Linked DNA regions of Mus musculus: region 1 is linked to region 2. The links are chromatin contacts, called in public ChIA-PET maps. All regions are on one chromosome and are shown on one strand. The core of a region is the stretch at or near the end of the contact, and the rest is flanking DNA. Distances in the headings are between cores, read along the strand shown. Region 1 has its middle 75 kb from the start of Gm34983. Region 2 has its middle 24 kb from the start of Gm40750.

Region 1 (5,711 bases), core at 2,622-5,121, 600 kb after region 2:
TCACTGTTTGCTAGAGGAGCTTGGGAGAGAAGGGGAGTGGGTCAGAACAGAATCAGTGGCAAAACTACGATTAATACAGGGAACCTCTGAGGGGATGGTGAATCCTGAGGTTCAAAATATGGGGTGGGGGTGGGGGGCATTCAGGTCAAATCAATCAACTTTCTGCAAGGGATTAAATTCTGAAAATAAATCGGAAAGCTTTCGTGCCAAGTAGGTTTCAGAAAGCATGATGTGGGCACTTGATTTTCTTCCTTAGAAACTTGTCCGTTCCCCCCCCCCCCCCCCCAAAGGAATAAAGCGAACTGTATTCAGGAGAACTGGACAAAATGAATTCCTAAGACTGTGTTAGGCGTGCTGGCTCTTATCTGTTGTCTAACAATAGCAATAATGCTAACACCTATAGCTGCCTCTGGTGCTTTAGATGCTTGTAGGGAAGGGATTATTTACACAGCAAATCTAAGCCTAGGAGGCCAATACTGTCTATAGCCAGACAGTGAAGTCCGGACTCAAGAACTGGGTATCTCTGACTTTAAAATATTGGGTTTTCCTCTTCCTCTTTCTTCCAGCCCACACAATCTGGAACAGACAGGCTATTAATAGAGTCCCAGGCAGAGTTCAAAGCCGTATCCGAATTGGAGATATGGTGTCTGTGACTGGCTCGGGGGTCTTGATCAGCAGCATCCTTAGCAGTGTTTCGTAGGACCTGACCAGGCTAGTGAGAGAGTCTGCTGAGTGTTCTGATTGAAGTTAAGGGAGGGGACACTCCATGCTAAAGCCATGTTACTGGCTAACCTTCACTTCGCAGGTCAGAGTGCCTCTTACTCTTCTCTTGGTTTTCAACTTAGACCCAGGTGAAGTTGCAGGCCCTGTGTGTAAGCCAATGGGGCTATTGGGTGCCTGAAGGCATCAGGCATCTGTCTATGAGATTCTTTGGGTAAGAGCACCCAAGGGCACTTCGAACAGGGCTCCATGACTTCAGCTGCACTCCCCGAGTGGACAGCTGGTGCTCATTTCCTGTCAATGATGCATGGTCTGATGGTCCTGATATGAGCTGATGAAACCATGCAGAGTTTCCGTGTTGCTAATTGGCATAACGTTAAAAATTGGATTAGATGGGGGTCATTTTTTTTTCATCTCTCCTTGGCTTGCAGGGTAATTTTGGACCATGAAGTCACTCAATGGTTCATTTGTGAATGGCAACTCTATTTTAAGCACTGTTCTGGGTAATCAGGACAAATCATTGATTAAAATAAACAAAATTGATTGTCTCTGTCAATTTTGTATGCCTGTCATGCACATGCCATTCTTTCATGGATGTGGTCTTTTGGTTTTTCTTTTTTTAAAAACTCAATGCACTAATCCTTGGAGTGTTGTAGAAAAGTATCTGGGTTTAAAGATGAGCACCAAGTTAGTTCCCAGCCCTGTGCTTACACACCACACACACACACACACACACACACACACACACACACACACACACACACACACACACACATCAATGTAAATACATAAGCCTCTTATGTAAATACACATTTCAAGAAAACATTTCAAGAAAACAAATCAAGGATTCAGAAGCAGAAGTCTATGGCCATACCTGCTGGAGATACTCATCTTATCTGCCAAAAGCTGAGGAGATTGTATTGGGCTATGAGAAGTAGGACCCAGGAAATGACATTCAGTTGTTTTGTAAAAACTGGGAGGATCTTGAGTGATAAAGAGGAGTGGGAAAATCCTATCATCTGGAAAGGTCAGCATGGTATTTTGGGAAGACTGGGACCAGTCTGGGAGATGACTCCCAGTTTGACAGGAGTTGTGAAGGGCAACATTGCTATATCTTGTTTCCGTGGAGAAAGGGAAATTGGGAGGCTTGGGGGTGTGGAAAACACATAATTAGAACACTTCTCTAGGGCAAGAGTAACTGATTCTTTGAGCAATTACGCACGAGGCACTTTGAATTGCATCAAGTTATAGTCCTGCAATGAATGACCATTTTACGAAACAAAAATAAGGTTTAGAGGGCTTGGGAAATTGCTCACGATCATACCCCTTGTAAGAGATAATAGCAGGAGTTGACTGCTGTCTGCCTTGGCTATTTTCTCCTATAAGTAAGAATTAGCCATAAAGCACACGAGGAGATAAGAGAGCTAGCCGGATGAGGGTACTGAACCGGAAGAAGGTGTGGGACATTGAGGTTGGATGGAATGATATGCAGGAAATGGGGCTTAAAGAACTTTGCAATGGAATTTAAGAATTGGATGAGAGCAAAGATTCATTCACAAGAGGAAGGGGGTGAGTTGACAGTTGAGGTTTGGACTCAGCACAACAGTGGCATCATTCACAGAAGCTGGGGACTTAAGTGGATGAACAGGTTTTGTGGAGGAGGAAGAAGATGAGTTTGGCTTTGAACGTATTTGGTTTGTGGTAGCGGAGGGACATCCGGATATCCAGCTGGAAGATTACAAAGTAGGTCTGAGCTCATGGCCAAATAATTGGAAGCAATTCATGTAGAATCCAGTTCTCAACGGGGGTGTCATTATTGGAGGCGAAGCATATTTGGACAAAGGTAAAAGGCCAAACCAAGATTAGAGACCTGGTTTCCAAGTAAGAGGAGCCAACAAAGGATACCATTCTTATTTGTTTTAAGTGTGACTACAATAAGAAAGTCAGTAAAAAGAAAACAAGTGTCTGATTAGCACCTGATATCCAGGAGACTTCAAGATGTGGATTCTGGACCGCTCCAAGGTGACAGTCAGATTTCCTTGTGTGTTTGTTTGGATAACTTTTGGCCACTTGCATAAGTGACCTAGATGACTTTCGGGCATTAGTGCATGTTGTACTTCAGTCACTCTGGTGCATGAAGCCTGGGATGTCCCTGGATATGTGCTGATGATTCAAACATTGGCACTCTGTTTGGGAAATGTTTGGGCAGTCTGCTTGCTTTGACTTTGACTTTGACGGTTTTTTTTTTTTTTTTTTTTTTTTTTTTTGGTGGTTCCTCTGTAAGGAAATGGCCACGTGGGTTTTCCCTAGACTTCTGGTCTCATCTAAACACACACACACACACACACACACACACACACACACACACACACACACACACACACACACACCAGTCTTGGAAGTAGAATGCAATGATGTTGGATTCTGAGTGGAAAGGGGTACTGGAATAAGCCGCAGGCAGGGTCTTAACGACTGTACCTTGGGAGCATGGGTGTGTTGCACTTTTGCTAAAGACCTTAGGAGCCAGTAAACCTCTGAGAGCTGAGGGAGAAAGGCAAATCCAGGCAAGTGATTCATAGATTACAATTATGAAAAACAGGAAGAGAGGGCGCAAGCCTGTAATCAATCTTTTAAAATGGTAAGGCCACCTTCCTTTCCCATAGAAAATGGTCTCCTGGGAAGAGGTGCGGGTCTGTGCTAACACACTGGCCTTTTTGAATTGGTAACATGCTGCTTTGAGAGGCTTTGTTTGGCTGAAATTTGTCCTTAGTTTGTTCTCTGGCTTTCTCATTATTTTCCCCTAGATTTACGTGCTTATGGACTCCATCTTTTTGTCGGTACACACCCTTCAATAGCTGTTTGCTGAGTCCACGTTTCCCTGCATCCTTCCCACACACTCAAATACACATTGCCTTGTGCACTATTTTATAAAATATTTCTTTAATGTTACACACACACACACACACACACACACACACACACACTGGATTCTATGCTGTTTCTTGGGGAGATGCAAAACAAATCAGAATTCATCGCTTTCCTCAAAGAGCTCAAACCCGATCGAGCAACCACAGCATACACAGGCTCACACTTCCTCTGCAGAGCCACAATAATAGACCTGTGCGTGCTCATACCAGATGCAGGCCATTGTCAGAAGGATGGAGATGTGGGCAGGGGAGGTCACAGGAGGCTTCCGGAAGAAGGAAACCTCCCTTCTTGTACTTTAGAGATCTCCTGGTATTGATTATCTTTTTGACTTCTCTAAGCTTAAACCACTTCCTGTCTACTGCATCATTTCTACCGACCTTTAAGTTTGTTCAAGCTCCCACCATCTTAAGAAAAACAAGTTCTCTTAGCCATGTTTCCTTCCAGTTATTATCTCTTTTTTTTTCTTCCTTTTTTACCCCTACCCCTCATCTTTTATTGCTTGACTGAAGCAAGCCCACTGAAATCTGGACCACATCTTGATCTTGCTCCCAAATTGTTCTAAATAGAGGTCAATAATGACATTATGGTTGGTAAACACAACCAGATTGTTTTTGTGTGTGTATGTGTGCGCGTGCGTGTACAAACACTGTGCACACACACAATACACATTCAGAAGCCAAAGCAGGGCATTGGTTACTTTCTGCCTAATTGACTTGAGACAGAGTCTCTCTGTGAAGCAGGAAACTCACCATTTTTCCTAGGTTGGCTGGCCACCAAATTCTCCACATCTACCCATTTCCTCCTCTCCAACATTGAAGTTATAGGCACATGCAACTATTTCCAGCTTTTTATGTCAATGTTGGGGTTTGAACTCGGGTCCTTATGTTTGCAAAGCAAGAACTTGTACATTTCTGAGCCATCATCCCCAGCGCCATCTTGGTTTTGGGGAACAGAATCCCTCACTGTGGCTTGAGTCTCATCAATTAGGCTAAGGTGGCTGGCCAGTCCCCTGTCTCTGCTTTTCTGATGCTGGGACTAAGTGTCTGTATGGCACCATTCTGACTTTTTTTTATCTGGGTGCTTGGGATTGAACTCAGGTCTTCACACTCACATAAGCACTTTACCAACTGAGCTATGTCCCCAGTCTGACAGTCCTTTTCTTCCTTGCCTTCCTGGTTTCATTCATAGCTATGGCTATCTCCTTCATGATCCATCTCCTGCCCTGATTTCTCGACCCTCTCCTTTCTCTGGCTTTCCTTGTGCTTAGGAGCTAAGCTCTTTCTGGCTGTATACACATTCTTCTACAGTTCACAATTTAAAGATTGGTGTTACAAATTTGTAGGGACCTCTTTCAGTGCTGTGTTTTCTTCCTGAGGACACTTTCCCGTTATGAGTCCCATACAATTTTCAACCTGATGATACCTAGGTGATCCCCCCCCCCTTTGGGATGTAACTTCTGATCATTAGACTGTATCCATGCATCCCTCTAATCTATTTAGTAAGTAATTGCTGCTTCCCACTATGTGGCAAGCCCTATCTTAGAGGTGGAGGCTGAGCAGGAATCAGAAGGTCCTGCATTTGTGCACCTTCTACTAAAGCAGACTACAAAACCGTCTGCTGCCCCCCACCCCCAAATTGGGAAGCGCTATGGAGGAAAAGCAAGCAAGCAAGGAGGTGCTGGGATATGGGTGGAAGGCTTTGTTCCTTACCAAGAGTAATGAGAAAATTCCCTCTAGTCAGATGAGGGTTAAGTAGAGACCTGTGTGAGCGAGGGGGCACTGAGCCAAGCACGTACATAGAAGAGCTCAGTTGTCAGAGAACATCTCTGTTCTCCATCATCTACCCTGAGTAAGAAGTTCCAGATGATGAGTCTTCCACTCTGGGAACTGAGATAGATAATTAAGGGAAGAGGCGATGGTGTCATTTCTGTATTATCCCTTCCTGCCCTGGTACCCAACAAATGGACGACTTCTTTTCTTGCTTAATGCAGTTGAATCATACAGGTGGGCTTGAAATAGTCTTTGGAAATTACTGGCTATCCCAGAAACCATTGCAGCAATTAT
Region 2 (5,785 bases), core at 578-3,077:
TTTTATGAGACACAAATACTGTTCAGATTCCTTCAAAATGTAGACTCCTGTTTTTGTCCTCTCAACCTTAGAAAGGATCAAGGATAGCACCGTTGGAGGAAATTGAGAGACCGAGAGGTTGAGTAACTTGCCTAAGGTTATGTGCAGTCATGGACACACCCGAGGCTTGAGAGAACCAGATTGCCTGGATGTTGAATCTACACATTTATCAACCACATTCTCAGCCTCTCCTTCATCTCAGTAAATACATTACTTTTTAAAAGCTCAGCCCATGAGCCAGTCCTTCCTGGAAGCCTTCAGAGATTTCTCAGTCTCAATTAGCATCTGGGTTTATTTTTGTCTCAGCACTTAGGGGCACTGTACAATTGAAGTCCATTTTCTTGTCTTAGAAACTTAAGGAAGGGAGACATATTTTATATCCCCAAGCTTAACACAATGCCTAGCAAAAGAAAAGAAATAGTCATATGTTGTTAAACAACCACAATGAGGAAAAAAAAAAAAGCAAGAAATACCCAAGGGATTAAAATATGTGGATGCACGGGAAATGCAGAAAGCATTACCTGTGCAGAATCTGATGGGGCTCTTCAGTTGAGGCCTTATGACCTGGCCTATCTATCTAATATCAGAAATAAACTTTAGAATCATCTGACAAATACTACAAATCCTCATGAGAATTCAAGTTAAACACATGACTTGACATTTATTTGTTTAATCTGCTCAATAGATTTTTTTTTCCTGTGTCAACCATGAAAGCTAAAACTATTTCTAGGCCTTTCATCTTAGATCAGCTTTCCCTTAATTTCTACACTCCAAAATGTTGAACAAAAACATGCCCCTTTTTGTGGTTGGAAAGTTGGGCTTTACATAGAACTTTCAACACACAATTGTCAGCACCTGATTAGGGTCATTCTCAAGCCCGGGACTTTTCTTCCTTCCTTAAATAGGTCTTCTAGATGAATCATCGCTAGCCACTCTATGATTATGCCGAGACCAGATACACAGCTTATAAAGAACAGCACACGCTGTGGTCCTTGCATCAGTCTGTGCTCTGATTCAGGCAGATTTCATTTTCATTCAATAAAAAAATTAGAATGAATCGTCTGCAGGAGTTTGAGCCATCGGTTTCTGCTATGGGAGCAAGGAAACAAGAGTTGGCGAAAGCGCACATCCACCCATTTCCAGCTTATTAGCATTTCTGATTCGGAGATGAATTTGGTGGAAAAGGACGTAGATGGGACCTTTATGATACCAATTAAATTATTTTCTGTGCTCCATGTCATTAACAAAACCACATATACATTTCGTCATCTAACACTGAAGTAGAGCCTTGTTAACTATTTGACAACATACTCATACTCATGCCTATTTATTCACTGGATGGATTTAAGGAAATGTAACATTTTGGTGATCAATAAGGGTTTCTTGTCATAGGTACATACATGGTCCTGAGTATTAATATGAAAAAGTCTCATATCCTTTTCCCTGGATGAGGCTAAGAACAAACAAACAAGATGGAAAGAAGGAAAGTCCTCAAATCTGCCATGCTGCATAACATTAAAGTAGATAGAAGAGATAGTATCTAAGAGATAGTAGACAGTGTGTAGATAGTGCATATTCTTGCCTTTAATCTGTCTCTCGAATGACATCCAAAGTGTATGAAACCATGACCCTGTGTTTCTACAATTGAAGGCTATTTCCTGAGCAGCCGCAGACACACAGAGAAAGTTCCCACACAGCTGAAGCATTCAGAAGGAGGGGGAGAGCATCCTGAGCTAGACTTGCCTCTGGTAGGGTTTCAGACACATTGCTCCTCCAGAGCAAGACAGAAGCTACCCCTTTCTGAGTCGTTCTAGCATCCTCTGACTATGGTTTTGTACAACTGTTTCCACCTCTATCTCCTGAGGAAAGACATCAAAAGAAAACAAAGCTCTGACACAGGGAACCATCAGAGCCAACAAAGAACAATGCCCCCCCCCCCCCTCCTACCACAGGCAGCAGGAAACAGAAGAGTGAGCTGTAAAGTATGCTAAGCCAATTACGAGGAATGGGAGGAGACACTGGGCAGGGGAAGTAAAATCAGCCCAAGCTGGGCCAGCAGACATGGCTCAGGGAAGAGGCTGCCCATGGAGGCAGTCCCTCATAAAAAAGAAAAATGGAATTCGAAGAAAGAGATTTTTTATCATGCTTTTTCTTTATGCTGAGGGATGTTATCCATATTACAGTGAAATATGAAATATGAACCCTCCTTCATATCCCTCCTCCACCAACATACCCCATGAGGAAAATTTTGAGAGTTATGTGTTCCCTTAGCCTTTTTTTCTGAGAAATGCAAGTAAATTATTTACTACATTCTGAAATTGCTACTGACAGCTGGGTTCCTTTGCTCACAGCACTGTTCTGGATCAAAATTCAGGGATGGCTGCTTCATGAACAATGCAAATCCTTGCAAAAACAAAACAAAATAAAACAAAAAAAACACTAGGACAACCAACTTTGCCACCACTTCCCATGGGTTTGAACTTTTTGAATACTTTGTAGAATTCAGTCATGTCTTTAGACCGATTCCCTCTACACTCCAAGAACATCTTAATCCATCATCGTTTGTTATTATTTTGTCTTTGTCATACATAACTTACTACACCATTGAAGAAAAGTCTTTCTTCTTTGTATTCCAGGCTGTAATTGACCAAACTTCCAGGAAGCGAGTGGATACTTCATCAGGTGATGCATAAGCCAACCCGTTTAAAGATGCAGATGATGTTCTACTAATTAAAACATGATTTTCAAAATGGAAAAGCTAGGTGTACTGGCTGCTTTTGTGTGTCAACTTGACACAAGTTAGATTCATCAGAGAGGAGGGAGCCTCAGTTGAGGAAATGACTCCATGAGATCCAGCTATAAGGCATTTTCTCAATCATTGATCAATGCGGGAGGGCCCAATCCATTGTGAGTGGTGCCATTCCCTGGGCTGGTAGATCTGGGTTCTAGAAGAAAGCAGGCTGAGTAATCTATGTGAAGCAAACCAGGAATCTGCACTCCTCCATGGCCTCTGCAGCAGCTCCTGCTTCTAGGTTCTACTCCCTCTTGAGCTCATCTCCTGACTTTCTCGAATGATGGAGTATGCTCTAGAAGTATAATAAACCCTTTTTTCCCCAAGTTGCTTTTTGGTCATGATGTTTCATTGCAGCAATAGAAACCCAAGGATACTAGGTATAATAATCCACTTACGTAAATTCAGTCCTCTGTGGAGAGCCGTGCCGCGAACAATCGTGTGCGTGCCGTGAGCAATCACCATTCTAAGATGGCGCTGGCTTTCACTGCGCCTAACTAGTAAACAAGCCTTATGTGCAAGTGCAAGAGTGAACTCACACCTCGTCACTGCCCATCTCGCGGCGTAGCAATGGGGTGATGGGCGAGTAACGAATCAGGAGCTGTCACGCCACATCAGGTGCTGAAACGTCACGTTGCGGGCTATATAAGCAGCACCATTTTCCCAGTTCGGGTCTTCCCTCCTGATAAGTAAGCAATAAAAGCTTTGCTGCAGAAGATTCTGGTTGTCCTGAGTGTGTTCTTGCCGGCGGGGACAAAAGCTAGGGATAGTCCTCAAAAAATTGAGGCAGGAAAACCATGAGTTCAGAATCAACCCAGGCTACATTGAAGGCTAGCCTGAGCTACAAAGCCAAAATAGTACAAAATAGTACAAAATAGTAACAACTATTGTTGTCCAGCAACAGCAGCAAAAAAATATATGTAAGTCTGATAGCTTTAGTGATATTGATGGTATGTCAATTTTCTCCACCTCATTATGATTGGTCTTATCAAATACTTTATGTGTTGTGTGATTGTCACTGTCAATCCACACAGGAAGGCTTTTCTTGTTGGCCTTACCAAAGTGTCTTTGTTTCAGCAATGCATTTGGAACTCAATTAATACTACTCTACTTTAACTCCTAAGAAAACTGTCACTAACTTAAGCTTCTTCTGTTAGGAAGTAGTTATGTAAGCAGCATTAATAATGTGTCTAAAAGCCAACTGCAAAATAGGCCAATTTCATTTCCCTGATTTTATAAAGATGCACACGAGATTACAGCCATGGCTCCCACACTTACTATCTTAATTATCTAGAAGTCTTTGTTGTGTCATTAGCCCTTATCAATCTACATATAATACCAGCATAATGAAATGTACCAAGCCCTTGTTGGATCCAAAATAGTAGTGTTCTGGGAGTAGTCTAAACTATTAAGATGTGGCGTCTAGGTAAGAGCACTTACTAAGACTCTTAATGGAAGGTACTGAGACCTGACAGGAATAGGAACTTTCCTACAGCTGGAGGAAGTTAAAACAGAATTCATGCAGTGCTGGACCAACATCAGGGAACTTATATCCAATACACACAAGTCAAAGAGAGTTGGAAAACTCAGTAAAATACATGGGCACGCACCCATTCTATCATGCATTCCTCAACAAATTTTCAATTGTGTGATTATACTTTGAGTGTGCACATGTCAGCAGACATATTTACTTACAATCAAGTCAAACAAAAGAATCAGGAGAAGACAGACCCTTTTGGGGCACCATGGATTCCATTTGTCCTGATAGAGTCAGTCACATGGCTGCATTGAACATCAATTTCTTCATCTTTTGAGTTATACAGCCAATGATGTTACAGGAAGGCACTTATAACCAAGTCTGCCACAGCTCCCCATTCTTTTCCAACACTGACTGCCCTTGACTTTGATTTTCTTCTAATAGCTCATGGTGTTCTGTTTTTCTTCAGACACGCGGCTTTTATAAAAACAATAATATTTCTGTTTATCACATAGGCTTTATGTAATCTCTTCTTTAGCTTTTTTAACAAACACATAAAGCCAGAGATATAAAAGATAAGAAATCAGAATCTAACTGGGGATGGTAGACCATACCTGTAATATTAATACTTAAGAGGTTAAGGTAGATTGTTCATGTGTTTCTACATTAATTTGATATTATTGTTAGTTGAAGTCCAGCCCAAGCTACCTGAGACTCCCTGAAAACAAAGGCAAAGAAATATATGAACCACAGCAAATAAAGAAGAGGAGGTTTCGAGTGAGATTCCAAAATTAGATGCAACTTGAAAGAATATCATAAGATCAGAAACAAACAATATTTACAGGTTTTCTTGTGACTATGTATACTTTAAAATGAAAAGCTTACAAGGCACATGAAAAGAAAAAAATCTTAAAGCAGAGATAACCTTGTCTCAGATATAAACCCTTAGCATTCAGTATTTTCCTTCCAATGTTTTTAACTACTGACAATCACACCATCCTCATGGGACCACACCTTGCTTTTTTTTCTGCGTTTGTTTTGTAGCAACCACTTCCTGCATTACCAGGCATTATTTTAAAACATTACTTTTAACAGCTGCCAGTTATACATGTCAGACTCTGAGTTTAACCACACCACACACACACACACACACACACACACATATATATGTAATTACTTTTCCTTTCACCCAATCTCAATTTTTTACCTCAAGCAGAACTGTAGTTGATAAGTATAATGCATTTTACTTAGAAATAACATTTGGACCAATGTACTTTTATAATCTTTATATAATGGACATTGAGGAGAAAAAAAATGAAGGAGAATGTCTTAAAATAGAATGCTAGCATGGAATTATGTCATCTTTAATGAGTTATCATATGATATAATAATGCAACTGTAGTTCTAAGAAAATCACCTTAAGGAAGCTGGAGAGTATTTACTTAAGACACAGATGGGAATTAAACAGTCCAAAGGCT

The links. ChIA-PET counts read pairs in DNA pulled down with a chosen protein or histone mark.
Region 1: a contact with region 2 is called in an RNA polymerase II ChIA-PET map of memory CD8 T cells, with 8 read pairs. The contact joins two enhancer-like sites. A contact is called at or near these places in 1 of 484 Hi-C or Micro-C datasets (CD4 T cells) and 1 of 115 datasets of contacts at active chromatin or transcription factors (memory CD8 T cells).

The regions. Positions count from the first base shown.
Region 1 is chr10:99,382,205-99,387,915 of GRCm38.p6, forward strand. No RefSeq gene overlaps it. Among named protein-coding and RNA genes, the nearest start is that of Gm34983, 75 kb to the right of the region's middle. Within about 2 kb of position 3,872, at least 44 of the 459 cell types and tissues checked have an H3K27ac peak or open chromatin away from gene starts, as enhancers often do. A contact at or near this core is called in memory CD8 T cells, where this site is marked.
Region 2 is chr10:98,780,219-98,786,003 of GRCm38.p6, forward strand. No RefSeq gene overlaps it. Among named protein-coding and RNA genes, the nearest start is that of Gm40750, 24 kb to the right of the region's middle. Within about 2 kb of position 1,828, at least 72 of the 459 cell types and tissues checked have an H3K27ac peak or open chromatin away from gene starts, as enhancers often do. A contact at or near this core is called in memory CD8 T cells, where this site is marked.